Linked DNA regions of Mus musculus: regions 2, 3, 4, 5, 6 and 7 are each linked to region 1. A link is a contact called in public HiChIP or PLAC-seq and promoter capture Hi-C data. All regions are on one chromosome and are shown on one strand. Each heading gives the region's core, a stretch centred on a gene start, on an enhancer-like site or on the middle of the called end of the contact. The rest is flanking DNA. Distances are from core to core; before and after follow the strand shown. Region 1 holds the start of Ola1 (Obg-like ATPase 1). Region 2 overlaps Rapgef4 (Rap guanine nucleotide exchange factor (GEF) 4). Region 3 holds the start of Map3k20 (mitogen-activated protein kinase kinase kinase 20). Region 4 overlaps Map3k20 (mitogen-activated protein kinase kinase kinase 20). Region 5 overlaps Map3k20 (mitogen-activated protein kinase kinase kinase 20). Region 6 has its middle 11 kb from the start of Gm39847. Region 7 holds the start of Cdca7 (cell division cycle associated 7).

Region 1 (3,869 bases), core at 866-3,365:
GATTCTAGTACTATAGCCCCATGCCCTTACCTGTGGTTTTACTTTCCATGGTTTTATTATATCATGCCCAATTGCAACATTAGAGTATTAGACGGAAAATTCCAGAAATAACTAATTGCCACGGGTTTTTTTTTGTTTGTTTGTTTTTTGTTTTTTGTGGTTTTTCGAGACAGGGTTTCTCTGTATAGCCCTGGCTGTCCTGGAACTCACTTTGTAGACCTGGCTGTCCTTGAACTGAGAAATCCGAATGCCTCTGCCTCTCGAGTGCTGGGATTAAAGGTGTGCACCACCACGCCCGGCTTAATTGCCAAGTTTTAAATCATGTCATTCTGAAGAAAATTATACAATCTTGTGTTGTCTTATTCTATCCTGCCTTGCACGTAACTCATTTATCTTGTTGCCTAGCACCGCCACACTCCAAACACCCCTCACCTGTGACTCATGAAGGATCCACCTAGTTTTGCCCAGTGAAACAGAAGATGTCAGCTAGAGGCTTCTGAGACACACTGCCTGTTTTTCCTAGGGGTCCACTAGATGACATGTTTCCTCCTCTTCTACTCCTGACATTTTAGTAGTGTCTAGAGCTGCAGTTGGCTTTTGGTTGTTAGCTAGGGGATGAGAGCAGAGGAAGGCACAGCTACATAATAAAGCCATGATATGTGTGTGTGTGTGTGTGTGGGGGGGGATCAGAGTAATTGAAAATAGCGTTATTTTTTAATGTCTCAGACCTCTGTGCTGTTCATGTGCGTTAGCTCGATGGCGGTTACAAGCTGTGTACTGCTTATCCCTGGGGTCTATTTTACACATACAATGATGACAAGGATACTAGGCTGAGTGTGTAGTGCATTAGTAACTGTAGAAAGTAAGGACTTACGTGACTGCTTTGACAGTAACAATCTTTAACCAATAGCAAAACTAAAGACAAAGACCCTGTCTTTAAAATGTATCAAAAGAGCTCTAAGGCTTTCCTAAGATCACTCTCACGGGGTGACAGAAAAACCTTAATGCAATTTTATTACAAACAGTGGCTCAGCTGCTGCTTGTCAGTCACACCATTCAAAAAGTTTCTGACAGAAAGTGAAGAGTTCTAGATCTGTGAGATGGCTCAGTATGGAGAGGTGCTTGCTGCTAAGCCTTACGAATCTGAGTTTCATTCTCAGAACCTGCAAAGTACGAGAGAACTGACTCCAAGCTGTTCTTTGACCTCACCAGAACTGTTGTATACAAGAGCGAATCCACACAAGCACACATACAATAGGCAATAAACATAATTAAAAAAAAAAACTCAGATTTTTGCAGAGAGATCAGGGTTTGACATGTGTCTTCTGTCACTAGTTTAGTTGTGAAACTTTACCTGATACTTTTCTGATACTATTCTGTCATCTGCAAATTGGGGATTAGCAACCAATTCACACTCTTTTCTTTTATTTGCAACTGGTATGTTTGAAAAAAAATTATAATTTCTGGACATTCACTGTAACAAATACTTGAAAGTCATTGGAGAAAACCTAATAAACACCTTTTTGTCCCAGTGGAGCTCATAGTGTAGTTAGAAGGTGACTTTATACATATTATTTGATTTAATCCTACCAATAGCCTTATGAGATGGATCGCAGTAGTCTCATTTTAGAACCAGGAAGAAATCATGTTTCCTTCTCATAGTTCTTAACCTCGCAGAGGAAAGGGATGTATGTGCGGCGACGAGGAAGAAGATGGTGACTCTTTAAATGTTTTATGCACTTCTGTGGCTGTTAAGTGCGTCTTGGATCCGAAATTTTCCTTGGTCCATTTTTCCCTTGAAGAAAGTTTAATGGCTTCTCATCGTTAACCCATCTGAAAGAAGTTACTGGAAAGGGGAGAAGGGCGGCTCCGTGCAGGTAGCAAAGGCTGATCTGGGCACGATCAGTCAGGGACAAGATAGATCCCAGACGAAGCAGGAGCCCGGAACCGGAGCAGTGGAGCTGAAAGAAACCTGGAGGCTCGGTGGAAGCCCACGTGTAGAGAGACGCAGAAACCCGGTGCTGCTGAGCGCCCTCCTCCTCGTAGGCCCCGCCCATCCGGGCCCGGGCATCCGGGCCAATGGGCGTGACCCTGTGGGGGCGTGGCCTGCGCACAGGTGCCGCCCCGGCCCGCCCGTTCCGTCGCCTCTGCCGTCGTGCGTGCGGCTCGGCGGAGGGCCGGGCTTGCGCTCTCTCCGCCTTCTTCCCCACCTCCGGCTGCCGGCGACACCGGTCTTTGCAGTCCGGGACCCCGTGCGATCGTTAGCCCGGTGCACGGTGAGTCCCCGAAGGAGCCCGTGGGCTCCCGGGCCAGTGGTTCCGAGGCTGGCGCTAGGCCGGAGACCGGCCGCCGGGACGGGCTGAGGGCAGCGGACAGCTTGGGGCATGTGGATGAATGAGGCGCCCTCGGACTAGGCCGCGCGGCCACGAGATTGGCTCTCGCCGCAGTCTGGGGGAAAGTCTTGCCTCAGGGCGGGACGCCAATGCCGGGTCAGGAGGGGAAGGGTGGTGTGCGGAGGTCCTGCTTGGCTGGACTGCGGGGGCACCCCTTGTAGGTCACCCCTTGTAGGCTCCAGGACTGGACGGGCTCTCCCCATGCAGCTGTTCATTGGAGGCCCGGAACAGGTGTCAGGATCCCCAAAATGGGAGATCCTTGGCCTCCCGGTCTGGGATTACAGGTTGGAGTATCACTTCTGGAGCAGGCGGAGTGGGGAGAAGGAGGGAGGAGCAGCGTGGCTCTAGGAGGTCCAACCAGCCAGAAGGCAGGGACAGTTTTAGTTTCCAGGTTCTAAGACGCGCAAGGTTGCAGTTCCTCGTAGGTTCCTGTTGCAGTGTTAAAAGTGAGATCAATTTTGCACAGTGGACCTTGGAGCCAGGACAAGAAAAGACAGAAAGTTTGGACTTGTCAATCAAAAGGTATTTGAAATAGGGCTGTATATAGCCTACTGGTAGAGCGCTTGCTTTTAGCATACATGAAAGCTCTAGGTTGGATCTTGAAAAGGAACGACAAGGTGAGTGCCTTCAAAGTATCCAGTGTAGAGTGTGGGTTTCAAAAACTGTTTAATAAGGACTGACGGTAAGCTTACCTACAGTGTCAAAGGCAAAAAGGTCTGGCTTCGAAGGACCTCCAGGCCTAGTAGTGACCATCAGTGTGGTGAACGCTGAGTTGTGGAGAGAGGCGGGTTCCAAGCGGTGGAGGAATGATTGGCGAGAGGTGACATGGTTGCTGGTGTTTCTGTAATGGGCTTCCTTAGACTTGTGTCTCTTCTCCTTCCAAATGCTTTCCTTCAAATACTATGACAGGTTAAGAAGGCGGTTGTCGGCAGCCAGCACGGAGGATTGGAACTAAGTTTTAAGTTTATCTTTGATTCCCGCTGCTGCAGTGTTTCTGGGACTACTCAGAAGTGATACATGTACACATTTTAGAATCAGATCTGTTTACAGAGACCCTCCCCTCAAAAAAAGTATGGGTTTTGCTCATATTTTAGTTGTGGATTGGTACAGACAGTAGGTTTTCTTGTCTACTACCCAGTAATATATTCTGTATACAGACATGTGTTTTGTTTATAGGGGAGTCTTAAAAGTTCATTTTGATATTTTAGATGCCCCCGAAAAAGGGAGGAGATGGAATTAAACCGCCTCCAATTATTGGAAGATTTGGAACCTCACTGAAAATTGGTATCGTTGGATTGCCAAATGTTGGGTAAGTAAAAATTGGGACTTTTCTTATTTTGATTTTGTAAACTTTGTGTCCTGTTATAGAAATAGAAACTCACAAGATTTTATTGGAGAAAGAAGTAACTGCTTTGAATATACTGTTAGAAGGTAGGTAAAAGGCTCCTGTTTCTGCAGATTTAAAAGCCAAAACGG
Region 2 (3,869 bases), core at 397-2,896, 970 kb after region 1:
ACTGGGCTGCCGTCGGGACTCAGCTCTCAGCTCTGCAAATGTGCAGGGTGACCTGGGGGACCAAGGTGAAGGATTTTACATTTATCTCCACTGAGACACAGCTAGGTAGGCTTTCTGTCTCCTTTCTGTCTCCTGTGTTCCACAGATGTCACTCCATGTGGCATCTTCAGTGACAGACAAAATTATTCATTGTTGAGCTCAGCTGAGGTTGGCCGAGACTGAAGTTAAAGACACACAGGTTTCATTATCCAACTGCCATAATGGGGAGGGAGCAGAAAAAGTTACACCCGGAGCTCAGAGGTCTTGCCAGAGCAGGTTGGCCTGCCTGGAGCCGGCCAGGCAACTTTATGATGCCAGGCTGGGGGTAGGGGTAGGGGCTAATTACTCCAGAGCAGAATGTCTTGCCTCTCTTTTCCACCCCACCCCCTCCCCCGTCCAGCAAAGTTGAGGGTTATGACTCCTATTAGTAACCAAAGTGATTGGTAATTTGGGGTGAGTGTGAGGAGACCACAGGCCCTCAGAAGGGGCTCCAAGTTGGGGGGAGTGGACAGACCGAAAGCCCGTCATACCTGAAATGATTCTTTTGTGGGACTAGTTCTAAGTGCCAGCCTTCGCAGCTTAATTTGCATACTTAGCGCCTTGTTTGTACAGGGTTGAGAAATAGGCCCAGCTGAGGCTGAGGGACTCCCCTCAAAAGGATCCACCACAAAAGAAGGAAAAGGAAGGAAAGTAAGAAAAGGAAGGAAGGGAGGGAGGGAGGGAAAGAGGGAGGGAGAGAGGGAGGGAGAGAGGGAGAGAGGGAGGGAGGGAGGGAGGGAGGGAGGGAGGGAGGGAAAGAGGGAGGGAGAGAGGGAGGGAGGGAGGAGGGAGGGAGGGAGGGAGGGGAGGGAGGGGAGGGAGAAAAGAAGGAAGGAAGGAAGGAAGGAAGGAAGGAAGGAAGGAAGGAAGGAAGGGAGGGAGGGAGGGAGGGAGGGAGGGAGGGAGGGAGGGAGGGAGAAAAGAAGGAAGGGAGGGAGGGAGGGAGGGAGGAAGGAAGGAAGGAAGGAAGGAAGGAAGGAAGGAAGGAAGGGAGGGAAGGAGGGGGGAGGGAAGGAGGGAGGGAAGGAGGGAGGGAGGAAGGGAGGGAGGGAGAAAGGAAGGGAAGGAGGGGGGAGGGAAGGAGGGAGGGAGGGAGGACGGACAGAAGGAAAAAAGTAGTAGTAGCAGTGCCTGAAACACACAGTAACCACACCCGGCCATTTATTTCTCTTTATAGCTGAAGGCAGCGACTCGGAAACAGATCTCCTTCTTGAGGCCTCGGTGAACACTATGGAGACCAACTGTGCCTGTGCTTCAGCTCTGAGGTCACAAACCTGACACAAACATTCCTTAAGCTCTGAGGCAGATATTTATCTTTGGACCCAGTAAGGTGTGAGGTGCCTTGTTCAAGGCCTCAGCCTTATGTGGTCACCGGCCTGTGGGCTAGCCTTTCGGGAGCAGGCTTACCCAACCACTCACATGTCCACACCCATGCGCCCCTGGCACTACCTGTGGGGCCTCCAAGCTCTCCAGCCTTCCCAGTTTGCTCCCACTCACTCTGGTCTTTGCCACCACGGGCTCCCGACCTGATGCTGAGGAGGTACAGGCTTACATGTCTAGTGTTCAAAGTTCAGATTCCAGGCCTCCAGGCAAGCTCACCTGACACTGTAGGCTCCGACACCACCAGTCAGCTTCCCTGGGCTTAGGCCTTTTGGCTCCTCAGCTAAGAGCTCCCTGGTGAGGAGCAGCTCCTGGGAATTAGGCCTCTTCTGACAAGTGCCTGTTAGAGCTGTTTTTGCTTCTCCTTCTGCTGACCTCTAAGATCTTGAGCCTTCTTATTCTTCTGATTTTGATTTTCGAGTAAGATCTTGCTATAGTCTTGGTTGGCCTTAAACTCGTGACCCTCCAGTGCCAGGATTACAGGCATGCCCCACACTCAGCACCACTATTGCTCTTGCTTGCCTGGCTCTCTTGTCTCTTCTGCCATTTCTGTTTCTACTGCTTTGAATCTCTCTCTGTCTCTATGTCTATCCAGTGCAGGCTCTGTATCCATGCCTAGCATGTATAAACTTTTACAATGGTAATAATTTTATTCAGACTGCTATATCTTCAAGACAAGAAACTCTTTCTTTCTCCATAAGTAGGTGACGAAATAGTCTTTCTACTTCAAAGATTATGCCATGGTAGCAACCACTGGATGTGTGCAGTAAGGCCCAACTTCCTGGAACTCAGCCAGTCTTCACTGTAATAATTCCTGAAGAAGCCTGAGCATTGTCTCCAGTGGTGGATCTTTATAGCCAAAGGATTTGTGACAAACCAACACTCATCTACCATCCACAACATCCACAGTCTATTGTACATAGGAAGGCCATGGGGCATCACAGTTCAGACACACGTGGAGTGCAGTATGCTTCTCTGAGCACACTGAAGGCAAATGGAAGGACACTGAAGGGCAGAGTACCAAGCAGAGAAGAAAAGGAAAGAGGATTGCCCATTCAGGAACAGAAAGCTAAGTTAAAACATCGTCCCAGGACGAATCTCGGTTTTGCAAAATGCTACAGGACACCCTCATTAATTCAATTTCTAACAAGTAGAAAATGCTTCTGGGTATTACAAAATCCTTTTCAAATGCCCTCCTTCATCAAGTCTAGCACTGGAATATCACTGGACTATCCTTATATTTAATGCATACCTGGAATATATGCATACTATTTCTTGCATACTTGGAATATACCAGACACATTTATGGATGATGTTTGTGAGATATCAGTGGCCAACACAGAGAAGATTCCTCCCTGGTCTACGGCCGGCCCTCGCCTTCTAGGGAGGTGGACAGATGAGGAAAAGCAAAGATGACGATCTCAGACCGTAAGAGCTGCTCTTGAGGCTGGACCACGAGGCAGAACGTTCACGTGAGTGAGCACTCACACAGAGAAGATGCACAAGCACAAACTGAACCAGGAAAAGGAGCCAGGCACCGGGAAACGGGGAAATAACACTCAGGCAAAGGACCCAAGGCTGCAATGGAAAGAAAGAGGATGGCTTTGCCAGCTTGGGCTATCTACAGAGCTGAAGTCTGAGACAAAGCCTGACGGGTCTCTGGGGCAGCACGCTGGATCTTACAATGTGACTGTACATAGTGTGGTTTTGTCTGCTGCTGACATGGCTGCAGGAACTTCCCACCACCAGCTTCATCGGTGCATGTCTTTACTACTCTCATGGCCTTCGTTTAATATATCTTCTGTTGTTTTTTTTTGTTAACATTTAATATTTTATGTGTTTGTTGCTTACCTTTACAGCAGCATACAGTGACATCCTTTGCCTGGGCACTCTCATCCGTTCCGTCGCTCTGTTCTAGCGTACATTTTAGGGAAATGTGCATTTGTCTTGGTCTGTGCAGTCTATATAAAGTGTAAATCCCCAAGGTATTCCTATAGATTTGTTTTGGATTGAAAAGGTCTTGGGGACCAGGCAGATTTGAACACTTAGATTTTTACCTAAAGATTCTTTTTCCATAGCTCCAAGAAACAAAACCAATGATCCCCAGGAGCCTTTTAGGATATTACTGGCGTTAGAAGCCACATTGTTGCAAGTTATAAGGGCATGCCTAGAAATGCCAAACCGAAAGGACTCAGAACATTTCTCTTCTTTAATAAGCTCCGTTCATGTTTCCAGAAGTCTAGAAGTTTCCTCCATGGCTCTCATTCCAGAAAAAAAAATAGGTACTTCAAAATCTTATTCTTAAGTAAATATACCTAAATATGGGTATGTCTGAAATAGAATCAGCCCCGTGGTACAGCAGTGCTGTACCTATCAGCATGCTCTCTGCAGCTGGGATAGTGGCAAGCGGC
Region 3 (3,869 bases), core at 553-3,052, 930 kb after region 1:
CCTGTAACTTCTCCAGTGTCTCCTCTGATGATCCAGCGATTCACTCCACACCCTTCGTAACTCCTGCCTATAATTCCGCAGGCCTATCAGACTCAGTTTCACTGCAGAGCCCAGATAGGCACTGAGCCAATGTATTGCCAATAGCACTCACTCTGCCCTAACTTAAAATACACAGTGCAGCCTGCCAAGTTTCCTTATTTGGCAAGAAGGTCCCTCAGTTCCCAAGATCTTTGACCATCCATTTTTAGATCTAAATCTGTGTGCTTAATATTTGGTTATTATTTTTCTTAATGTGTTCTTATGTATCCCCCCTAAAACAAAACAAAACAAAAACTTTTAAAAGATTAATCAGCTACTTGCTTTCTAAGACAACAAAATGTTTCCCACTTAAACTTCTGACTTGCACATTCTCCAGTTTAAAAAAAAATCCCCCAAAATTTTTGTCAAAATTACATTGTAAAAGACTAAAATAAACAGTGCTCCAAAGACCATTTTTCTCTCTTAATTCTCTCTTTCTAAACAAGCTAAATTCATGTTCATTTACAATCTCCCAAATCTCTCACTATTGTAGCAGAAATCTAAAACAAAGACTCTACAAATGATCAAAACCATAATTAAAATGCAGCCGTCACTTTTTTTTAAGATAAAAAAAGAATGAAATTTCAGAGTAGAGACAGGCCGATGACAAAGAAGTCTGGTCTTGAATCATTTGTTTATTTTTATCGTTAAATATTTTGGTAGGTTTGGATCCACTAAATGCTGGCAGTTGGTTTCATCTACAGTCAAGAAGACCAGAAGATTCGCTACAACCACTTTAGGGGTAAAACAGGAACTCACTTTAACAACCATCCGAACTCAGATGTCCTCAATCCATTCTGGAAGACGGTTCTCACACGCATTATTAATGAAGGCTGCTTATTGTGAAATCGCTGGAACGGGCCACCAAATGGTGTGCTTTCATTATTAACGAAACTAGCAAAAATAGTAATTATGTTCTCCATAAACAGTGCTTATGCAGGATCTCCAGGCGCATGAGAAACATACATTTTCAGCAACCCAACAATGACGTGCCATTGTTGTTTTTTTTCAGGCAGTTCCAATGTCATCTGGGCAGTTTAGAATTAAAGTTTTTCCCGAGATCTGTCACGCGCGGGGCGAGGCGTGGCTGCGGCCCGGGTCACCCAGTGCCCACCCTGGTGTAGATCCCCGCGCCTGCGACACCCGCGTGTGCTCCCACGGAAGGCGAGGGTGCTCGGGAAGGGCAGCCGCCGCAGGTTCCCCGGGATCGCCGCGAGCTGTGCCAGGCCGGACTCTTCCGGGCACCGAGTGCCCGGCTGGACCGGCCCGGACATGCCCAAGCCGTCCTCGGCCCAGCGGCAAGGGACTGAGGGCTCAGGGGCTGCGGTCTCGGGGTCTGCGGGCTCGGGGACCACGGGTCTCCAGGGCACCGGGGGCGAGCCAAGGACAGCCGCCCGCCGAGCCCCGGCCTCCCGCAGCCGCGCTGCCCCGGCCCCGCAGGCCCCGGTCCCGCCGGTCCTCCAGCGGAGCTCCCTCCCGCCTCTCCCGTCCCCCACAGCCCTTACCTGGCTCCCGGATCGGGCGCGAGCGGCGGCGGGGGTCGGGGACGGCGGCCCGCGCGGCTCCCACGCTTCCGCCGGAGTCAGGAGTTGAACATTCCGCCTCTCCGCGCGGCGCCAATGAGGAAGACGTCGCGGCAACAGCACCACCTACCTCCGAGCGTGGAACCGCCGGCCGGCCAGCCTCCGGGCACGCCCGGCTCGGTGCCCAGCAGGGAGGCCGGGGCTCGGGGTCGCGGAGAGCCCGGTTGCTGCCCCCCCCCCCTTACCCCCCGTGAGACTGAATGCACTTGGCTGGGAAGGGGACAGCAGGGAAGGCAATGTCAGGGTCGCGGGTGCCTCAGTGGGACCATCAACAGGTACTTTGGAGATTTTGAGGAGGAGTCAAGGCCTGCTGCTCTGGTTGGTGACTTTTAAGATGAAGTGCCCGCGATTTCCCATCGAGGAGACAGAGTCCATGACAAGTGTGAACAAAACGTGTCACCTGGCTTTGGGAAGAAAAGAAATTGATCGGGGAGGATGTAGATGGAGTGGAAAAAGAGGAGAGGTTGCAAAAGTAGGGAACACAGTTTCTGAATTAGAATTTCACGTGTACACACGTGGAGAGTTAAGGAAAGTTGAAATCGTGCAAAATGGATATTCGTATTTTAGTGCATGGCTTTATATTTGGAGCAGGAGGCTTACCAGCCTGAAGATGTTAAGCCATATTCTCTTTCCTCCCCATCCATTTTAGTAGTGGTTTAGAGAGTTGCTTAGGGATGGAAACAAGATAAGTGGTAGATATTGTCACTACCAGGTAACAGATAGAATCGTGAAGGCTAGAGTTAGAGGGTACAGTTTGGGATCGTTTTTAAAAAGAAAATTGGAATTGAGAGACATGTTTCAGAAAGAGGCCACAGAAATTTGTGACCCATTCGGTTGGGAAAGAAGAAAGCGGTGATGCCAAGATTTGAGACCTGGGTGACTGGAAGAACGATGGTGTCATTGACAGAAATAGAAATCTGTGGAGAGGAAACTGGCTTCCTGCTGAGTTTTGAAGTCAGGAGAGGAAAAACAGGCAGAGATGAAACAAGAAACGGAAATCAGAAAAGAAGCCCAAAGAGAAATAGAAATTTTGAAAACCGTTCATATATATTTAATATATGAATGGGAAAGGATGGGTAAATATACACTAATGAAAAAAGAAACCACTTTCTGGTCTGTGATTACAAAGACTGAGGATTTTGGATTAATAAATTGCATTTTGGTAACTGAGAAGGTTGATGAAAACTATCCAGCTAAAAAAAATTCTTTTGTAGGTGATCAAACAATTGTTTAAAAAAAAAAAAAAGCTGTCTATCTACTCAAAAAAAAAAAAAAAAAAAAGGGTGCTGGGCTCTTGAGCGCGAAATGAACATGAGACTGCAGTCACCTTAGCTTTAAAGACATCCGATTGTGTCCTGACTCTGGCTGAGGAATCAGAGAGCCTGACTTTGCTGTTGCTCCTCTCAGTTGTCACATGGGACACTTAACAGGCAGTCCTCAGTTTCCTGCTCACCAAAATCAGGTGTTAGCCACTGGTTCCAGCTTGCCAGTCACCAGCCATCCATACCTTGCTTTGTACTGGAAGCCTGCAGCTTCTGATATTTTTAGCTTATACTATCTCTCCTTCCTTCATTCTATTTTCCTTCTATAATTAGGCTCAGAGAGTAGGCAACAGGAGCAATAAACTCTACAAAGTACTTTCAAAAACTTATTTGAAGGAGCACCTCACAGAAGGCCTCCTGCCTTCCCATTATGTTGCAAGGTCCTCACTGCGATACCTTATACTCTATTGTGGGGGCCACGGCTGTGACTCTGTGCTAAACGTAGGCTTGCCTCGACTTCTTAAGACTTATTTTTAATGTGTGTGTGTGTTTCCCCTGTGTGTATGTATGTGCACCATATGCACGCCTGGTGCCTATGGAGGTCAAAAGAGAGGTGAGAGCCATTGGAACTGCAGTTATATGTGTGTGGGAGCCACCATGTGGGTGGTAGGAATTGAACCAGGGTCCCTTGCAAGAGCAGCAAGTGCTCTTAACCACTGGGCCACCTCTCTAGTCTCACTGCTTCAAGATTTGAGTTTTTTGGTTTTTTTTTTTTAAATAAACTGCTTGTCTACTTGTGAATATATTGATGTTTTTAGACATCAGAGCTAATATAGTCTATATTGTGTTTACTCCTAATGCTCAACTTTTTCAAACTTAGGGGGGAAAAAATCTTTTTGCAAGTTTGTTTTTTTAGTTAATCCAAGTTGGACAGAGTATAGATTTG
Region 4 (3,869 bases), core at 801-3,300, 810 kb after region 1:
GTCAGGGGACAGATACCACAAAATTAGTTGGTACCACGCAGCAGGTGAATGACGAGGACGTTTTAACGGTGGATCTGGCACCAGTGTATTGTCGGTAATTTATAAGTGACAGGGTAAATCATAACTGAGATCTCGCAAAGCACCACACTGAGCCCGATTGCAAACGGACAGGAAGGTACCAGTGTTAAGTCCTTGCTTTGCTTAAAATAAAGTAGTTTTGAGGATGTCTCTTAATTTTTCCCAATTTCATTTCCAGACAGAAACATTTGATTGACCATTATATTAATTTAAAAAAGGGAAGAAATGAAGCAAAGATTAAATCTCAAGTAAAAAAAAAAAAATCAGAAACCCCGTTCCAAGGAAGAGCGCAGAGGAAGGATAAAAGCAGTTTGGCTGCAGGTGTGTGTGTGCACGTGTGAGCGTGTGTGCGTGCATGCAGCTGGGGAATGTGGTTGACCCTACCTCTTTCTCTGGGACAGTGCTTTGAGCACACTCTGAAGAGGACGTTACTTGCTTCCATTTATTACTGACTCGGGCCAGATCCAGCACTGTTTAATTTATTCATGTTATTATATAATTCACTTGGGAGTAAATTCGAGATCCCGTCTTTAACTCAGTTATGGTGAACCTGTGGAGACTGTGGGAGACTGCTCTTAGCCTGTCTCCTTTGCTGCAGCCACCGACACCAAGTCTCCTTCCAGTGAGACTTGCCTACGAGGTCTTTCTCATGTTGTCGCAGTGGTAATAACTCTCAGATGAACTCTACACTCTGGGTGTGAAGGCACAGTGTAGTTCCTAGGTTTTTTTAAATCTTAAGATTAAAAATTCCCCATATCTATTATTGTGGCAGGCACACGCATGCCATGGGCGTGTAACTTTTGGGAACTGGTTCTCTCCTGCCTCGTTAGGTTTTTGGCACTGGGGTGATCAGGGTTGTTTGGCAAGTGCTTCTAGTGACACAACCATCTTGATGGCCCAATTTTCTAATTTAACTTACTGATGGAGATAAGTTTTCATTTCATTTTGTTTTTATTTGAGACAGGGTTTCTTTATGTAGGCCAGGCTGTCCCGGAACTTGTTCTGCAGACCAAGCTGACCTCGAACTCTGAGATCCTGCTGCCTCTGCCTCCCTAGTGCTGGGATTAAAGGCGCGCGCCACCACTGCTTGGCGGAGATAAATTCTCAAAAGCCAGAACTTTCTATTAGAGGAGAATTTTGGCACTTTGGGCTCAGAATCAAGGTCCTGTGGTCCACCTGGCCAGTCTCAGATCCTTACTGGTGGGGCAGGGCCTCACTCCCTAAGGCTCCATTCACTCCCTTTCCACATTCTCAAATTGGTTTTTCAATGGACAGAAACCCTTTGTTGCTTATTTATTTTATTATTGCCAAGGTCTTTTCTCACATTATGTTAGGGTCTAAAGAGATCCATAAATATTTCTTAAATAAGAGTTTATCTCTAACTTTTTTTTTTACAGCAAGCCACAGCAATAATTAGAAATAAGCTTTATTTCTATTTATGCACAGAGAACTCATCTTTCCAAGTGTCTTTAATATTTCGGTTTTCGGAAGGAAAATAGGACCCCTGAAATCAATCTGATAGTATTCTTATGTATTGTGTAAAAGTTAGACTGTTATATTTAAGATGAAGCTACCTATAAAAAAAAAAAGCCTCGTTTGCCCCCTTTAAAAAGATTTTTTTTTCTTTCAGCAGTCTAGTTATAAACCACCTAGAGATTAAAGTGAGGATGAAAGAAAACAGCTACTAATAAAATACCCGAGCACAAACTCCTTTTCCTTAGAAGTACCAGCTCTAGGCAGAGGAGACATTGAAAGCAAGTGTTATAAACAAAAAGCCTTGGGCCTCACAAGTAAAAAGGGAGGGGCCCTCGCAGGGACTGCATCATGCTGTCCCCAGTTAGCTGGTGGCTTGCGAAGCACTTCCCCCAAACCAAGGCTTCTGGGGTTAAAACACAAGCGCACAACCTACCAAGCACCTGTCGCGTATTATCCTTTGTCATACAACTGTGTTACCAGCAGCAATAATATGTGTAAGGCAGCCCATAATTTCTTAGCAAGACTGACGCCAGTAAACCAAGGCGAGGTTCTTAGGCATACTCTAATAAGCGGTTGAAAGTTTTCTTGACAATAAGACATTTAGAAAGAGTCGAGCCATGCAGTGCTTTACAGTTAAGGTTTCAATGCACATAAAAAGCATAACAACACAGCTTCCTAGCCTTCAGCAGATGGGCCGTGGGGACAGGGCTGTGCTCTGTAGCTCCCACCTGCCTGCTGGCACCAGCTCAGCCTGAACAGGAAGCTGCCCCCCCCCTTTACCCCTTCTTTGAGAATCTGGTTCAATTCACAGGACTTGCTGACAAAAATGAGGTACCCTTATAATATCTCATGCCAGTCCTATGTATAGCAACTCAGTCCTTATCTCGGCATTCCTGGGATTTACCAAAGACATTTTTGAAAAGGGTAAACGTGTAGCATTTAAATGCACTTTCCTTTTTGGGGGTGAGGGGGTGCCAGATTGTGTCTCCACAATTGGAATTGGAAATGGAGACGGACTCTCCTGTTCTTTAGATATTGGAAGACATTTTGCAGCCGCTCAGTGGAGGTTAAGACTTGTCTAGATAGGTCTTTGAGGAACACACAATGAAGGGTGTTCAGTGTTTTCTCTCTCTCTTTTTTTCTTGGTCTATTTGTCGATAACTTTATTTTGAATCTCTTGCTTCTTGTAATTTTAAGCGGACAGTTCTCGTCCACTGAAAATCCTAGAAAACCAATCCTAAGCTTTTACTTGATCCCTAAAAGTCACTCTGTTTTAAATCTCAAGGATGATGGAATGAGATGCATGATTTAACACTAAGTTCAAGCTCAAGGCTAACGCATGAGTGGCCAGTGCTGCTCCATACTTGGGAAGGAACAAGGATCTTCCCAGAGGTAGAGCAAGTGGGTTGCCTGTCCCAGGAGAGGCCTTCTCCCCATTTGATGCTTCTCCTACTCATGGCACTAAATCCATAAGGAATATTAATGCCTGCCATGTCTATGTCAGCAGGCCAGTTCAATCTTAGAAAATGTGCTTAAGTTCTGACACACCCAAGGCATTCCTTGCAATGAGTTATTAATTACTGGTAGCATCTAAGGGCATTCATTCCCTCAGTGTTCTTAGGGCTTAACGGATGGTCTAAACATATTAGACTTTACTCTTGTAATTTTAACATACAAATAAATGCAGTTCTTAAGGAAATAATAGTTTCTAAGGAAAGATACAGAGGAGGCATTTTCTTTTAAATAGGTTTTTCCCCCCTTTTAAATCTCTGGCATTTGGTGTTTCATACTTATTACTACCAATGAAGGCCTTTAGTTCTCAGGAGCAGGGCAGGGCAGGGCAGGGCAGGGCAGGGCAGGGCAGGGCAGGGCAGGGTTGGGGGTGGGGAGGAGCGTGGTCATGCTGTCCCGTGCTCAGCGTGCATGCTGCGGGAAGCCACTAGGTGGCGTACTCACCGGGGTGTTGGATTGCTCCGTCAGCTTCTGCTCCCACATCTTGAGACGTCTCTCCCGTTCTTTGAGCTCCTGCTCTTTAAAGCTGAGATCTCGCTCTAGTTTCTTCAGTCGCTCAAGGGTTGCCTCAATTTCACACCTGCAGAGAGAGAGAATTCAGTGAGTCTCCACTACTGCCCGGCCCGTGGGTGCTCAGTGGATCCATTGGAGGACTAACCAGATACAAAGCTAAGGTGTGGGCTTTGAAATTGGCCAGGAACCGGCCAGAGCAGCGGGACTCTTTCTTATCCTTCAAAACCAACAGGTGGTTCCTAGTTGGGAAAAACCAACTCAGAGCATTTTAACAAAGCACTGAAGAGCGA
Region 5 (3,869 bases), core at 670-3,169, 790 kb after region 1:
AATTAACTGGAGCCATCAACACCTCAGGGTCCTTCAGAAGGAAGGTGACCCTCAAATGAGCTTTTCTAGATTAGTTTTACTGAAGAATATGGAATTTTTTTTTAAAAAGGGCTTTCACATTGAGCAACAATCTGCATGTAATGAAAGCACAGATCTTTTAGCTGCACAGGTCACTGAGCTTGACTAGTGTCTATACCTGTGTAGCCAACCAAGCAGGCAAGACATCTACAGTCCTTCAGAAGCCCCTTCCCCAGGCAAGCCCTCTTCATAGCAATCAAAGGCTGCCCCTGTTCTCTTTCACTTCACACAGACTAAACTTCACGATGTCACGTGTATACGCCCAGCCTCAGGGTTTTGAGATCTATTTATGTTATCTAACCCCTATAGTCTTACTCTGTTCTAGAGAGCACGGTTCCCATTTTATGGATAAAGAAACTGAGGCTTAGATATCTTACAGCCAGCCTCATGGGACTGGAATCCATGCCCTAGATACATCAAGTTCAGTCTTAGAGCCACTAGCTTCTCCAACCCCCACCTGCTCCTCTCTTCCCATAAATGGAGAAATATAAAAACCACCAACTGTGGGAGTACTTTAAAATATAAACTAGAGCGGTCAGAATAAACTTTCTGAAAAAGCAGAGCCGGGAGAGAAAGATGCAGCCATAGCAGCTGACTGGCTTTTGCGAAGCAATCCCGGATTAAAAACAAAACCCACAAAAATAATATTGGCTACAGCTGTATACAAAGCAGGGAGATGCTACTGATGGAGGTCTCTGAAGGCTCCTTTACATGTGTCACCATTATCCAGCTCAGCTGCCAGAACCTGCTGTGTCAAAGGCAGGCAAGTGGCACGTCCTGCGATAGCACCTGGGTTATTTACCATTAAGTATAACCCCGCCACGCTGTATTTTATTATGCCGTCTTTAGAAGGAAGAGAATACAAGTATGGTTAATTTGCTTCTCTTCTTTATCTATACGGTGTCGTGACCCATCACGGCTTTGTCCCACGAAATTGGTTTTTTCCAACCCAAAAGAAATCCACAAGAAAGTCTCCCTAAAAATTCCATTAATAACCTCCTTTCAGCGCGCATAGGTTGCAGGGTCTGGAACTAAGAATGTTTTAATCTCTTCAGCAAAACAATGTCTCATAATGATGTACAGGACTACTGCCGCCCTGATGAAGAATCATACATAATTCAGCACCTTTCCCTCTGGCACCACTGTGATAGCCTCATTAGCCGCGGCTCACAGTGTCTGTCAGATGGTGTCCATGCGAACGCAGGCATTATATTGTCTTTGAGATGTGCAGCTGCTTCCGTGACACTGCCAGTATATAAAAACATGACGCCAGTTTGTTTTATTTAGTGCTAAACCTTCCAGTTTGTAAAAACAAGGCTGACACAGAGCCTGACATGAGGCAGTGAAAATAATTAGCTCTCATTTTCTCAGCCTCCTATTTCCTTCTCCCTGCTGTGTTCTCTTTCCACTAAACCACCACATGTCAGTCGAAATGGGAGGCAATTAGTGGGCTCATTTCAGTCTCCACAACTGTGCTGAAAAGAAAGTATTTATGATGGCACAATGAGCAGCTGAAAGATTAAATAACATTTGCCTTTTGAAAAGAAAATGACTTCTAGCTAAATGGGCAATTTTTGATTATTCTCAAACAAGCTTAGAGTAGTTGGTTTTTAAAATACAAGAAAGGAAAATGAGTCATTTTTAGGTGAAAGAATCAAATAAAACTTGACACAGTAATGCAAATAACTGATGTTTTATTGCAAAATATGTAAATGTGTTATACCCTTAACAATGGCTGGTGTCTAAGGTCAGGGCAGACTGGTGCCAAGGAGACACCAGTGGAGATAAGGTTGTTATATCGCCTTTTGGGGGGTTGTTATTGGAGTTACGTATGAAAAGGGGCCGTAGGGATGACGGGAAGTAAGACACACCGAGCGAGACACACTTTCACAGGACACACTAGGCTTGAGTATCTAAGGTGGTTCGGATATTAGTTAACGGCTTAGAAAGGGCTTTACAAATTTTGCATTTGGAATTGGAAGATAGTTATCTTGTAAAAAAATGAATAATTAGTTTTGCTATTGATTTCCCATTAATTAAGAATATTCTGTGTCGGACTAGGTTCCTAAATGAATATAGACAGTGGCCTGGCTTACCTAAGTGCTCATCTGACCCTTTCAATACTGAGACATTTGCTGCCTTTAAACTTTTACTCAAGATTCTCAGGATATAAAAGTAGCTACTTGTAAAGTTGTCCTCCTATCCCATGACGAGCAGTAGATTTATGAAAAAGCCCTGACTTGGGGGCGGAGATACGCACTCTTTACCATTTGAGCCATTTTCAATCCAAATTCTAACATGCAGGATTGGGAGAGCTGTCGTGTGTCCTTGCGTTCCAGTGCTTTTAATTTTAATGTAACGAATGTGTCTGTTTTGGAGTTTGTTATTCTCAAAACCTGTAAGTGACCTTCTCAGTACAAAGCTTACAATGGTACCCAGAAACTTCTAAAAGCAAAGACCTCTGTCCAGATCCCAAACTGTGCCTGCTGTCTAGGAATCGTCAACTAGAGTGACCACAGAGGGTTTCAGAAGACAGGCACGGATTTAGATTTTCATATCCCTGTCTCCAGAAGTCTATTTTCACTGCTCACAAATCTAAATCCTGCCTTTTGATTCATACAATATGGTCAGTGTGAGACAATATAAGTCAGTGCTGATTCAGAAGTCAGGTGACCATGGCTAAAAGGTTAAAAGGCTAGAGTGGTCCCTGAGCTCTGGTATCCTGAAAACCAGCACCAACATGTCTGTATTAAGCCTGTGTTTGCTCACATGTGCGACATACATCACTGTGGGCTATTTTTAAAGGGATACATAATCCCAAGGAAGGCTAAAAATGACCCAATCGTGTGCTAGAGGCAGCTCTCCCAAGTGGATTGTTTTTTCTTTTTAAAATTTTTTTAAAGATAATTAATTTATTTTTATTTTATGTGCACTGGTGTTTTGTCTGAGTGTGTCTTTGTGAGGGTGTCAGATGCCCTGGAACTTTTTTTTTTTAATTAGGTATTTTCTTCATTTACATTTCAAATGCTATCCCAAAAGTCCCCCATCCCTGGAACTTTAGTTACAGACAGAGTGAACTGTCATATAGATGTCAGAAATTGAACCCTGGTTCTCTGAAAAAAACAGCAAGTATTCTTAACTGCTGAGTCATCTCTCTACACACCCCTACACACACACACACACACACACACACACACACACACACACACACACGCGCGCGCACACACACCCCAGATGAATCTTTTCACAACAAAATTCAGTGACCTCAGGCTGACAACTTGCAATCAGTTGTGGCAGAATATTTACACCACCAAAATCTGGAAATGCCACATAGTGTGTCTGTTTCCTCTGGTTGTTTGGCAATCCCTGGCACTTGGGCATGTATGAGTGGCTGTCAATCCATCAGCAGGCACATTGCCCAGCTCAGCTCTGGCACTATAGGTGGCTACCCAACACTGGACGGGGCACTGCTCCACTCTGTAGCTGGAAGTCAGCAGTGAGTTATACAACTGTAAACTGCATTTGCTTCTGTCCCGTTGGTTAAAACTCACATTTCTTTCTCTTTTTAAAAGACGACTTTATGGATGTATGGTTGACATGTCAAAGCTGGACATGCTTAAAGTGAATGCCTGGGTCAAACTGAAAGCTGTCACCACAGTCTGTGGCTACTAAGTCCCCTCCTGCTAACATTTAACTTAGATTTCCCTTGCTTGTGAAATTTTAAGTCCCCAATCTAGTAGTGATAGACGCTGTGCTATGCTGTGACTCTCTAGCATTTGCTTTCTTTGCAA
Region 6 (3,869 bases), core at 1,020-3,519, 760 kb after region 1:
CAGTTTCTCTACTGGGCAGTCACCCCAGTCCTTGGTAATCTTAAACAGAGCCTTTGAACAAACAACCTAGAAACCTTCTAAGGTCTTAAGGACTCTCAGTGAATGATGCTCAGGGAGTGTTGTCATTTTGGTTTGGGGGGCTGAAGATTGAGTTTAGGGTGGTGGTTCTCAACCTTTCTAATGCAGCCCTTATGCTGTGGCAACTCCCCCAACAATAAAATTATTTCATTGCTACTTCATAAATGTCATTTTCTACTGTTATGAATTGTAATATACATATCTGATATACAGGGTATTTGATTAGGCCCCCAGGGATCATAACCCACAGGTTGAGAACCATTGATTTAGGGCCACACATGTGCTTAGTAAGAGCTCTCCCAGGAAGCTACATTCTCAATTCCATGTTTGCTGGTTTTTAAAGTTTATTTATTGTTCTCTCCCTCTCTCCCTCTCTCCCTCTCTCTCTCTGTGTGTGTGTGTGTGTGTATGGCTTGCTTTAGCCATGATGATAATGGACTGAACCTCTGAAAATGTAAGCCAGCCCCAATTAAATGTCCTTTCTAAGAGTTACCTTGGGGGGCTGGTGAGATGGCTCAGTGGGTAAGAGCACCCGACTGCTCTTCCGAAGGTCCAGAGTTCAAATCCCAGCAACCACATGGTGGCTCACAACCATCCACAACAAGATCTGACTCCCTCTTCTGGAGTGTCTGAAGACAGCTACAGTGTACTTACATATATTAATAAAATAAATCTTAAAAAAAAAAAAAAGAGTTACCTTGGTCATGGTGTCTCTTCACAGCAATGGAAACCTAAACTAAGACACCAAGAAAACCGAAAGAATCATTTCAGCACATGAAGCAAATTAAAGCACTAAGTAGGTGCCTCTGTATTTAGCTGGGTGACCCTGGTTTTCTATCTCAGCCTTAGCTATTTTCATTTGGATTTTAAGACAGGAACATAACAGCCATGGTGCTGACAGCTGTGTCTTATTGTGCTCATGTGGAGCCCAGGTATGAACTGAGCTTTTATGTGTACCTTTGATCTTTTCTTTTTTTAATTGGTTCTGGGGTCTATCTCAGGGCCCACACGTGTTAGTCAAGAGTTCCACCACTGAGCTAGACACATCAGCCCAGATGTTTCTCTCGTGAAGACACTTATCTCCTCCTGTTCATTTGGGAGCACATCTTAGTGGACAATGGACTGAGGACTCTGTTTTCTAGAGATCTTTACTTTGCCTGTCAACCTCTGCAAACCAGTCTAAAAGTCTCTGGAAAAACCTGCTGACTATCACCGACAGTAAGGGTGGCCAGTTCCAAGCCAGACGTCACAGGCCAAGCCCTGAAAGTTCATAAAGTCTATATTCGTCTTCTCCCCTTCCCTTGCCTGGAAGTGGCAGTGTTTTGGCTTCCAGGAAATGCTGCAGTCAGGAAACCATTAACATGATAGCAACGAAGAAACCTCTGAGACAAAAGGATTTTTTTATTGAGTAGTGACAGATGCCAGGCAAAAGGGAAAAGAGGTGGGTTCTGGGATTAATTTACCTAAGATTCCAGAGCAGTAGGGAAATGTCTTGATTAAGAAGCCAGAGCATTTTATAAGGAAACTTTGGGGAGAAAGTATAAATTGCTTACATTGAACCTGCCCTGGCTAAGGAGAAGAGGGGTGGGACACAGCAAACTGGGTGAAGTCCTGAGACAAGGCGACAGTCCCTAGGAAGAAGTGTTTGTTCTTCTCAGGCTGGCTGAGTCTGCAAGCAGAACACAGTCGCCCTCATGGCTAATCTCCAGTGTCTCGGAAGGAAACTGGGGCACAGGTCTCCTTTCCTCCTTTGTTCTTTTAGTCCAAAGCTTTAGTAGCAATTAAATAAACTTATTTTATCTTCCCCTTTCTTTCCTCTTCTGGCTAACTTAACTTCGTTTAGGAAGGGCATCTCAGTGTTCTTCTTAGAGCTTAGCATGAGAGAGCATGTGTTGTAGTGACTCTTTTCCAGTGGTTTTATGTTCTTAATCATCTGTTGGTTTTGTAGTGCTGGTACATGTTAGGCAAGATCTGGACCACTTACCCACCCCACCCCCACCCCCACCCCCAGCCCAGTTCTCCCTGGGGGAAGCCATGAGCCTTCTCTCTCTCTCTCTCTCTCTCTCTCTCTCTCTCTCTCTCTCTCTCTCTCTCTCTCTTTAGCACTAGGGGTCAGCCACTGCCTGAGAAAGTTCCTTCAGGTTGTATTTCTAAAGCTAAGGCTGGACTCAGCCTTGGCTTGCAGTGACTGTGCAGTGAACGATGAACAAGAACACAGTGATTGAACAAAAGACTGAAGTCAGGTTCCTCTGCAGAGGTAAGGTGTTAACACAGGCAGCGAGGCATCATTCCATCAGACAGTTTTCCCATCTGTCTGAGAAACCTGTTTGTGTAAAAGCGAAGGATGAAGGGACAGGGGGGTAGGATGTTTTTTTAAGAGAACCTGGCAGAGGAAAGTTCAGCTCACAGCTGAACGCTGTAAACGACAATGGCTTCACGAGCATGCAAACTAGCTTTTATTGAGAACCAAATCACCACAGTCATATACCAAGGAAAATGAACTGTCTCTCCTTAAGGACAACAAGCTCTCAAGATAATAACTGGACAAGTATCATTAATTCTTGATTTCTGTACCGGGCACAATGGTCCGCTATGGGGCCACCCCACAGGGGCACTCAGCAGCTATTGAGCATGAAAAAGCTGCCCTGCTAGAGAAACTTCAGCCAGACAAAGACACAGAAAAACAAAACGATCAACAACACAGAACTGAAAATAATGCAGGATTTGTGAGGTCAGATGACACACTTATAAAGCACTTGACACATGGTGACTGGCTCTGAGTACCGCTGCTTCTGAGCTGGAAGAGAATAAAAGCAGAAACCTCAGAAAGCAACTTCAGCTAGAGTTGATCCAGGTAGGCAGAGAGAAATAGTTCCTGAGGCCAGGTCTCTAAAACAATACAGGTCTAAACAACCTAGCCCTTGTCTGTTACCATCTTCCTGTGACACTGAGTTCACTGGGACTCAAGTGCCCAGCAGGTAGATAAATCCAATAGTTTGAGTCTTACGTAATTCATCACATTCTTTACATCTCAGGGTCCTGTCCACCATCTGAAAATTAGTAGGGTTGAGCTAAATCACTATTGTCTAAAGTCAAACAACTTACTGTAGTCTTCTAAAAGGAAGGACTAGCAAGATGGCTCAGCAGGTAAAGGTGCTTACAGTCAGATCTCATGACCTGAGTTCAATCCCAGGACCCACTTTCTGGAAGGAGAGACTTGCCATAGCATGCACAAGCTGCCCCTACCTTCATATTAACAAATTAATAAATGAAATAAAAAATTAAAGAGTATATAGAGGGAAGGGATGATTATATTCTCCAAATACTCTGATTACAATGTTACTTAAACACTTCCACGGAGAAAACCATACATTTCTTAGTTTACAGTTGACTTTCAATGTATTTATACCACCCCAATGAATTTATAAACTAAATGTAAACAGAATCAATCTCGTTTCATTATGTCTTAGACAAGGTCTTACAAACAGTGTAGCCCAGGCTGGTCTTGAGCTCAGTTTGAACTTGAGATCCTTCTGTCTCAGGGTCAGTGCTGAGATTACAGTCATGTATCACCATATCTGGTAACTTAAGAAAACATCTTAAAGACGATATGGCCTTTAGTATGTATCTGACCCCAATAGGAGGGTAATGACCTGTTGATTCCCAAATCTTTCCAGCCGTGTTTTCAGAAAGTCTATCTTTGACAGGACTTTACACAGTAGGTGTTAGAAAGATTTAAATGATTTATAAAATTTTGCAACCTATTACTTGTTTTGTAAGAATTAAAAAAA
Region 7 (3,869 bases), core at 369-2,868, 740 kb after region 1:
CCAGCCTCCACATCATGTTCCTAAGTAGACACCAATCAACCATTTGTGTATGCTTCTGATATCCTAATGGCAGCAATGTGTGGTATTCGAGAGAGCTACCAAATATTGTATTTACAACAGTAGTTCGAGGCGGTGGGTGGAGAGTTAGGAGTTAAAAGGGATTCAAAAGTCTGCCCAGGTTTCTGGTAGAGGAAGTCCAAGGCAATAAGGTGCAACAAAATGCAAAGAACTAAGAAATCCCCAAAACGGCACACAGCTCCTTAAATGACTTTAATTCTCTACACTCTACTAATCAATTTAACTCCATGTCAGCCTCAGGGGAGGCAGTCAATCAAAAGCCATCAGGAAAAGAGGCTAATCTTTAACAAGCCAGGACAGGCCAACGGTCAGTCATTCACCAGGCAAGTATGTCTTCGATGGAAAAGACACACAAAAAAGGAGAGCCAAAGGTCGTGCCTGGGGTGAACTTTTTTGGCAGATGTAACTCTTAATTCTGTTTACGGTGAGTGTTCTTTGACGGCAGATTTGGTACTGATGTTCGCTTAATTCTTTGCAGCGACGTTACCATCACTTAAATAAGTAAGAAAACTGAAGTGCGGAGAGGTGAAGTCGATTCCTCCAGTCAGGTGTCCAAATATGCACCAAGGCAAGCCAAACTCCAAGCCCATTTCCCCACGCGCGGAGATCCGCTATGAGACCACGACTCCGTCTACCCACTCAGACCTCGCCACAAGGGCCCCCGAACCCGATATTTATTTGAAGCACGTCACTGTCTTCCTTTCCGCCCATCCCCCCACTCTTCAACCCACTCCAGGGCAGGACATAAGTTCTGGCTTCCGTTGGAGCAAAAAGAGTTACGTTCCAGCTCGCAGCTGCAAGCCGGGAAGAAAAGGGTGGGACGGGTGGGGAGTTGGGGGACGCAGGGAAGGTTACTAAACGGTCGCGGCACACGACTTGCATCGCTGGGCCCCAAAATTGCATCTGACCACAGCCTAGGACTAAAACAATACCTCCCCCCACGTGCACAACCCAAGTTCTCAAGAAATGCTCACAAGGCCATCTACGCTAAACCCGCAGATCCAGAGTGGTTAGAAGGGGACGCAGAGCAAAAGAGGATCGATCCCAGGGCCACTAGTGCACGCGTAGGTAACAACGCACTCGCCGCCAGCGGGTCGTGCAGGGTGAGGTCCCAGAAGGTGGAAGGCTGGGATACGACCGCCAGACAGGATGGCCAGCGGCGAGTCCCAGGCCTCCGCGCGCACGTGGAGCATGAGCGCCCGTGCCGCAGGTTCCGGGAACGCTGGCAACTCCGTGCGCGCCGGCGGGCGCATCACCTTGGCCTTGAGTTATCCTGGGTGCAAAGATTATAAGAAAATCGATCTGTGATTTCCCTCAACCTGGCGACAATCAGGAGCGCGTGGGACAAGTGAGCGGAGCTAACCCGCGGAGTCGGAGGGAAGTGGCCCGGACCCGCCCGTGTCTAGCACCCACCAACCCCGCCCCGGTGCACCCGGCCGGGCCTCACCCGCGCGCGGCGAGCCTCCATGTTGGCGGCGGGTACCCAGGCACTCGGAACGGGGATAGTTCGTCGGAACACACCAGCACTCAGAGCCCGAACAACCCGAGCTCCGGGACAGAGGCGGGGCGCGCACTCCGCCGCCGGAGGGGCGGGGCCACCGGCTTTCCCGCGCCGGGACGCAGGTCCTGCCAGCTAAGATGACCTCTTTAGCGGTACCCGAAGCGTCCCAGCTCTGGAAAAAAATAGAAGCGGTTCTCGTGGTTGTAATAACCTTGAGTGTCCTCGGAAACTGCTGAATGTTCTATGAAACAGTGGCGTTGTGGGAACTCAGTGCCACTGGCTTTTTATGAAGCTGCGCGGTCCTGGGAAGTGGCGCGAAAGTGGCTGCCGAGGTCCTGAGACTGGCCGTCTGATTTGCATACAAAACGGGAGATTGTAAGGCTGGTAGAGCCTCTTACTGCGTTCACACTTTCGCTGTAGTTTAATCTCTTAAAAATGTTAAAGAACAGAACGGGGATACCACCCACAAATATCTGAGAGCATAGCACCTCTTATCTAGCAACCACACCACTATCTATATGTAGTCAATAGACCAGTTAAGTCCTGTTGCTTCAAGAAAGATTCCGGCGTGGGTTTAAAAATAGCCCTTCAGTTGAGTAAAGCCTCTCCGAAGGGTAAAAGTCTTTAGAGCTTTATCTTTCGGAGATAAAAGCTGCAGGCGATTACACTGTGGATTGTCCATTTTTCTCCAGGCAAAATTGGGAACAACCAGAGCTAGTTAGAAGATCTTTCTTTCTTTCTTTCTTTCTTTCTTTCTTTCTTTCTTTCTTTCTTTCTTTCTTTCTTTCTTATAGCCCTTCTCACTAAGACCGGCACAGGGATGAAACGAGGCTCCCCTGTTTTTAAAGAGTAAAACACAGGGGGAAAAAAAAAAACCCAAACAGCAACGACCGAAAAACCTTGGGTGCTTTTTAAAAGAGCTTTAATTATAATCATAGATTTAAAACATTTCTTGAAGTGTAAGCATTCCCCCTTATTTCAAAACTTTTCTCTTAGTATTGATGTTGCCACAGTCCTTTTCTGTGAAGAGAGCATGCGCAACACACACACACACACACACACACACACACACACACCTCTCTAGGTACTGACCATAAAGACATAAATAACCGAGGAAGACAATGGATTGGAAGGAGCTGCCCAGGGGTCACCCTCCCTCTGTGCTAGAGACAAAGAACTCCAGTCTCCAACTTAGGCATCAAGAGAAGCAGCTAATTGATTTGTTTGGCAAAATTCCTGGTAGCAGCCAGGAGTTCAACCAACACTTGTTGGATGAATAAGTATGTGGATGGAGACCTAAAATTGTCCTTAGTACAATGTTCTTGTGAATATGGTTTGTGCAAGTAGAACTGACCATGTGAGGTCACAGAACGAAGGGGGCATCCGGGCCACTTTGCCTGGGTAATGTTCTACACTGAGCATTTTTACTCTTCTTGGAACAGGCTTGTCTCTCTGTGCTCCTGCATTTCTTTTTCAACGAAATCCAATGTGAGCCCAGGACGTGTGCATGTTGTTTCCTTAAAGTTTTCACTTCTGTGCTTGTGTGTGTCCTGCAGACAATGTATATCCTCTGGGCTTCACCATCAGGGCGGTTCAAAGTCCTGCCCCTAACTGAGTGCAAGGTTGTAAGCAGGTGCTATTCTGAGTACTGAGGATACAAGGTCCAGAGAGTGTACACTCTGATGGAGGAGCAGAGATACAAAAGAGAATTTCAGGTATGATACTTTGGAGGAGGAGGAGGAGGAGGAGGAGGAGAAGGAGGAGGAGAAGAGAAAGAGGAAGAAGAGGAGGAGGAAGAGGAAGAAAGTACAGTGAAAAGCTGAAGACAGGAAAGGAACAATGCATACTTCTACAATAGTTATACAAGCTGGTGATATACAGCCAGAAATCTGAGTGGTCAGAAAGGAAGCGACAGGAAAAAAGTACTAGTTTCAGGCAGACTGGCATCTGGTTCCAGAACAGTATGAAGCAGCCAAGAGTCCCCATCTCTACTACTGAAAGTCAGGAAAAGAGGAAGAGAAAGTAGACATTTGGAGCTTCCTAGCTATAAAAGATCTCTGCATTTATTCCAGGCCTGATAGAAAGACAGTGGAGGATTTAACAGGCTGGGGTGCCCCTGTTTGCCCCCATGGATGGTATAGTCTGGGGGGAGCAGCCAGCCAGGAGGGGGCGAAAACTGGGAATGCTAAGATACTGATGTCATTGTAGTACCCGGAGAGTGTTCAGATTGAGACTTTGTTTTGAAGTTGGAGCTAACTGGACCAGAGGAGGAGTAGTTGGCTCATTCCTA

The links. Promoter capture Hi-C pulls out the DNA fragments that hold promoters and counts their contacts. HiChIP or PLAC-seq counts read pairs in DNA pulled down with a chosen protein or histone mark.
Region 2: a promoter capture Hi-C map of cranial neural crest shows a contact between it and region 1. The contact joins the enhancer-like site here to the promoter of Ola1 in region 1. A contact is called at or near these places in 6 of 39 promoter capture datasets (the C10 cell line, cranial neural crest, embryonic stem cells and 3 more), 1 of 484 Hi-C or Micro-C datasets (cortical neurons), 13 of 115 datasets of contacts at active chromatin or transcription factors (VIP interneurons, differentiating embryonic stem cells, embryonic basal ganglia and 8 more) and 1 of 9 other capture datasets (adipose tissue).
Region 3: an H3K4me3 HiChIP or PLAC-seq map of embryonic stem cells shows a contact between it and region 1, with 9 read pairs. The contact joins the promoter of Map3k20 here to the promoter of Ola1 in region 1. A contact is called at or near these places in 6 of 39 promoter capture datasets (the 3T3-L1 cell line, cranial neural crest, embryonic stem cells and 2 more), 20 of 115 datasets of contacts at active chromatin or transcription factors (the 230-238 cell line, the NIH/3T3 cell line, astrocytes and 11 more) and 2 of 9 other capture datasets (adipose tissue and liver).
Region 4: a contact with region 1 is called in a promoter capture Hi-C map of pre-B cells, with 5 times the contacts expected there. The contact joins the enhancer-like site here to the promoter of Ola1 in region 1. A contact is called at or near these places in 6 of 39 promoter capture datasets (the 3T3-L1 cell line, cranial neural crest, hippocampal neurons and 2 more), 8 of 115 datasets of contacts at active chromatin or transcription factors (astrocytes, bone marrow-derived macrophages, embryonic forebrain and 4 more) and 2 of 9 other capture datasets (adipose tissue and embryonic stem cells).
Region 5: an H3K4me3 HiChIP or PLAC-seq map of embryonic forebrain shows a contact between it and region 1, with 5 times the contacts expected there. The contact joins the enhancer-like site here to the promoter of Ola1 in region 1. A contact is called at or near these places in 2 of 39 promoter capture datasets (embryonic stem cells and hippocampal neurons), 1 of 484 Hi-C or Micro-C datasets (bone marrow-derived macrophages), 5 of 115 datasets of contacts at active chromatin or transcription factors (bone marrow-derived macrophages, differentiating embryonic stem cells, embryonic forebrain and 2 more) and 3 of 9 other capture datasets (adipose tissue, embryonic tail and liver).
Region 6: a promoter capture Hi-C map of cranial neural crest shows a contact between it and region 1. The contact joins the enhancer-like site here to the promoter of Ola1 in region 1. A contact is called at or near these places in 1 of 39 promoter capture datasets (cranial neural crest), 1 of 484 Hi-C or Micro-C datasets (bone marrow-derived macrophages), 7 of 115 datasets of contacts at active chromatin or transcription factors (the NIH/3T3 cell line, bone marrow-derived macrophages, embryonic limb bud and 4 more) and 1 of 9 other capture datasets (adipose tissue).
Region 7: an H3K27ac HiChIP or PLAC-seq map of embryonic stem cells shows a contact between it and region 1, with 3 times the contacts expected there. The contact joins the promoter of Cdca7 here to the promoter of Ola1 in region 1. A contact is called at or near these places in 14 of 39 promoter capture datasets (the 3T3-L1 cell line, 3T3-L1-derived adipocytes, the C10 cell line and 9 more), 4 of 484 Hi-C or Micro-C datasets (bone marrow-derived macrophages, embryonic stem cells and erythroblasts), 25 of 115 datasets of contacts at active chromatin or transcription factors (the 230-238 cell line, the SCID.adh cell line, T-cell acute lymphoblastic leukemia and 16 more) and 2 of 9 other capture datasets (liver and pancreatic islet).

What each region holds. Positions count from the first base shown.
Region 1 is chr2:73,212,693-73,216,561 of GRCm38.p6, reverse strand. Ola1 (Obg-like ATPase 1) reads left to right here and starts at 2,115. Exons shown (of 11, transcript NM_025942.2): 1 at 2,115-2,276; 2 at 3,602-3,702. The coding sequence starts at 3,602.
Region 2 is chr2:72,245,773-72,249,641 of GRCm38.p6, reverse strand. The region is part of intron 29 of Rapgef4 (Rap guanine nucleotide exchange factor (GEF) 4); the gene reads right to left. Among named protein-coding and RNA genes, the nearest start is that of Map3k20, 38 kb to the left of the region's middle. Within about 2 kb of position 1,646, at least 8 of the 459 cell types and tissues checked have an H3K27ac peak or open chromatin away from gene starts, as enhancers often do.
Region 3 is chr2:72,283,570-72,287,438 of GRCm38.p6, reverse strand. Map3k20 (mitogen-activated protein kinase kinase kinase 20) reads right to left here and starts at 1,802. Exons shown (of 20, transcript NM_023057.5): 1 at 1,584-1,802.
Region 4 is chr2:72,398,067-72,401,935 of GRCm38.p6, reverse strand. Map3k20 (mitogen-activated protein kinase kinase kinase 20) reads right to left here. Exons shown (of 20, transcript NM_023057.5): 11 at 3,511-3,646. Among named protein-coding and RNA genes, the nearest start is that of Gm52556, 48 kb to the right of the region's middle. Within about 2 kb of position 2,050, at least 44 of the 459 cell types and tissues checked have an H3K27ac peak or open chromatin away from gene starts, as enhancers often do. A contact at or near this core is called in pre-B cells and pro-B cells, where this site is marked.
Region 5 is chr2:72,424,466-72,428,334 of GRCm38.p6, reverse strand. All of the region lies in intron 16 of Map3k20 (mitogen-activated protein kinase kinase kinase 20), which reads right to left. Among named protein-coding and RNA genes, the nearest start is that of Gm39847, 38 kb to the left of the region's middle. Within about 2 kb of position 1,919, at least 45 of the 459 cell types and tissues checked have an H3K27ac peak or open chromatin away from gene starts, as enhancers often do. A contact at or near this core is called in embryonic forebrain and hippocampal neurons, where this site is marked.
Region 6 is chr2:72,451,586-72,455,454 of GRCm38.p6, reverse strand. No RefSeq gene overlaps it. Among named protein-coding and RNA genes, the nearest start is that of Gm39847, 11 kb to the left of the region's middle. Within about 2 kb of position 2,269, at least 15 of the 459 cell types and tissues checked have an H3K27ac peak or open chromatin away from gene starts, as enhancers often do.
Region 7 is chr2:72,473,968-72,477,836 of GRCm38.p6, reverse strand. It overlaps Cdca7 (cell division cycle associated 7), which reads right to left and starts at 1,618. Exons shown (of 9, transcript NM_025866.3): 1 at 1,526-1,618. The coding sequence starts at 1,546.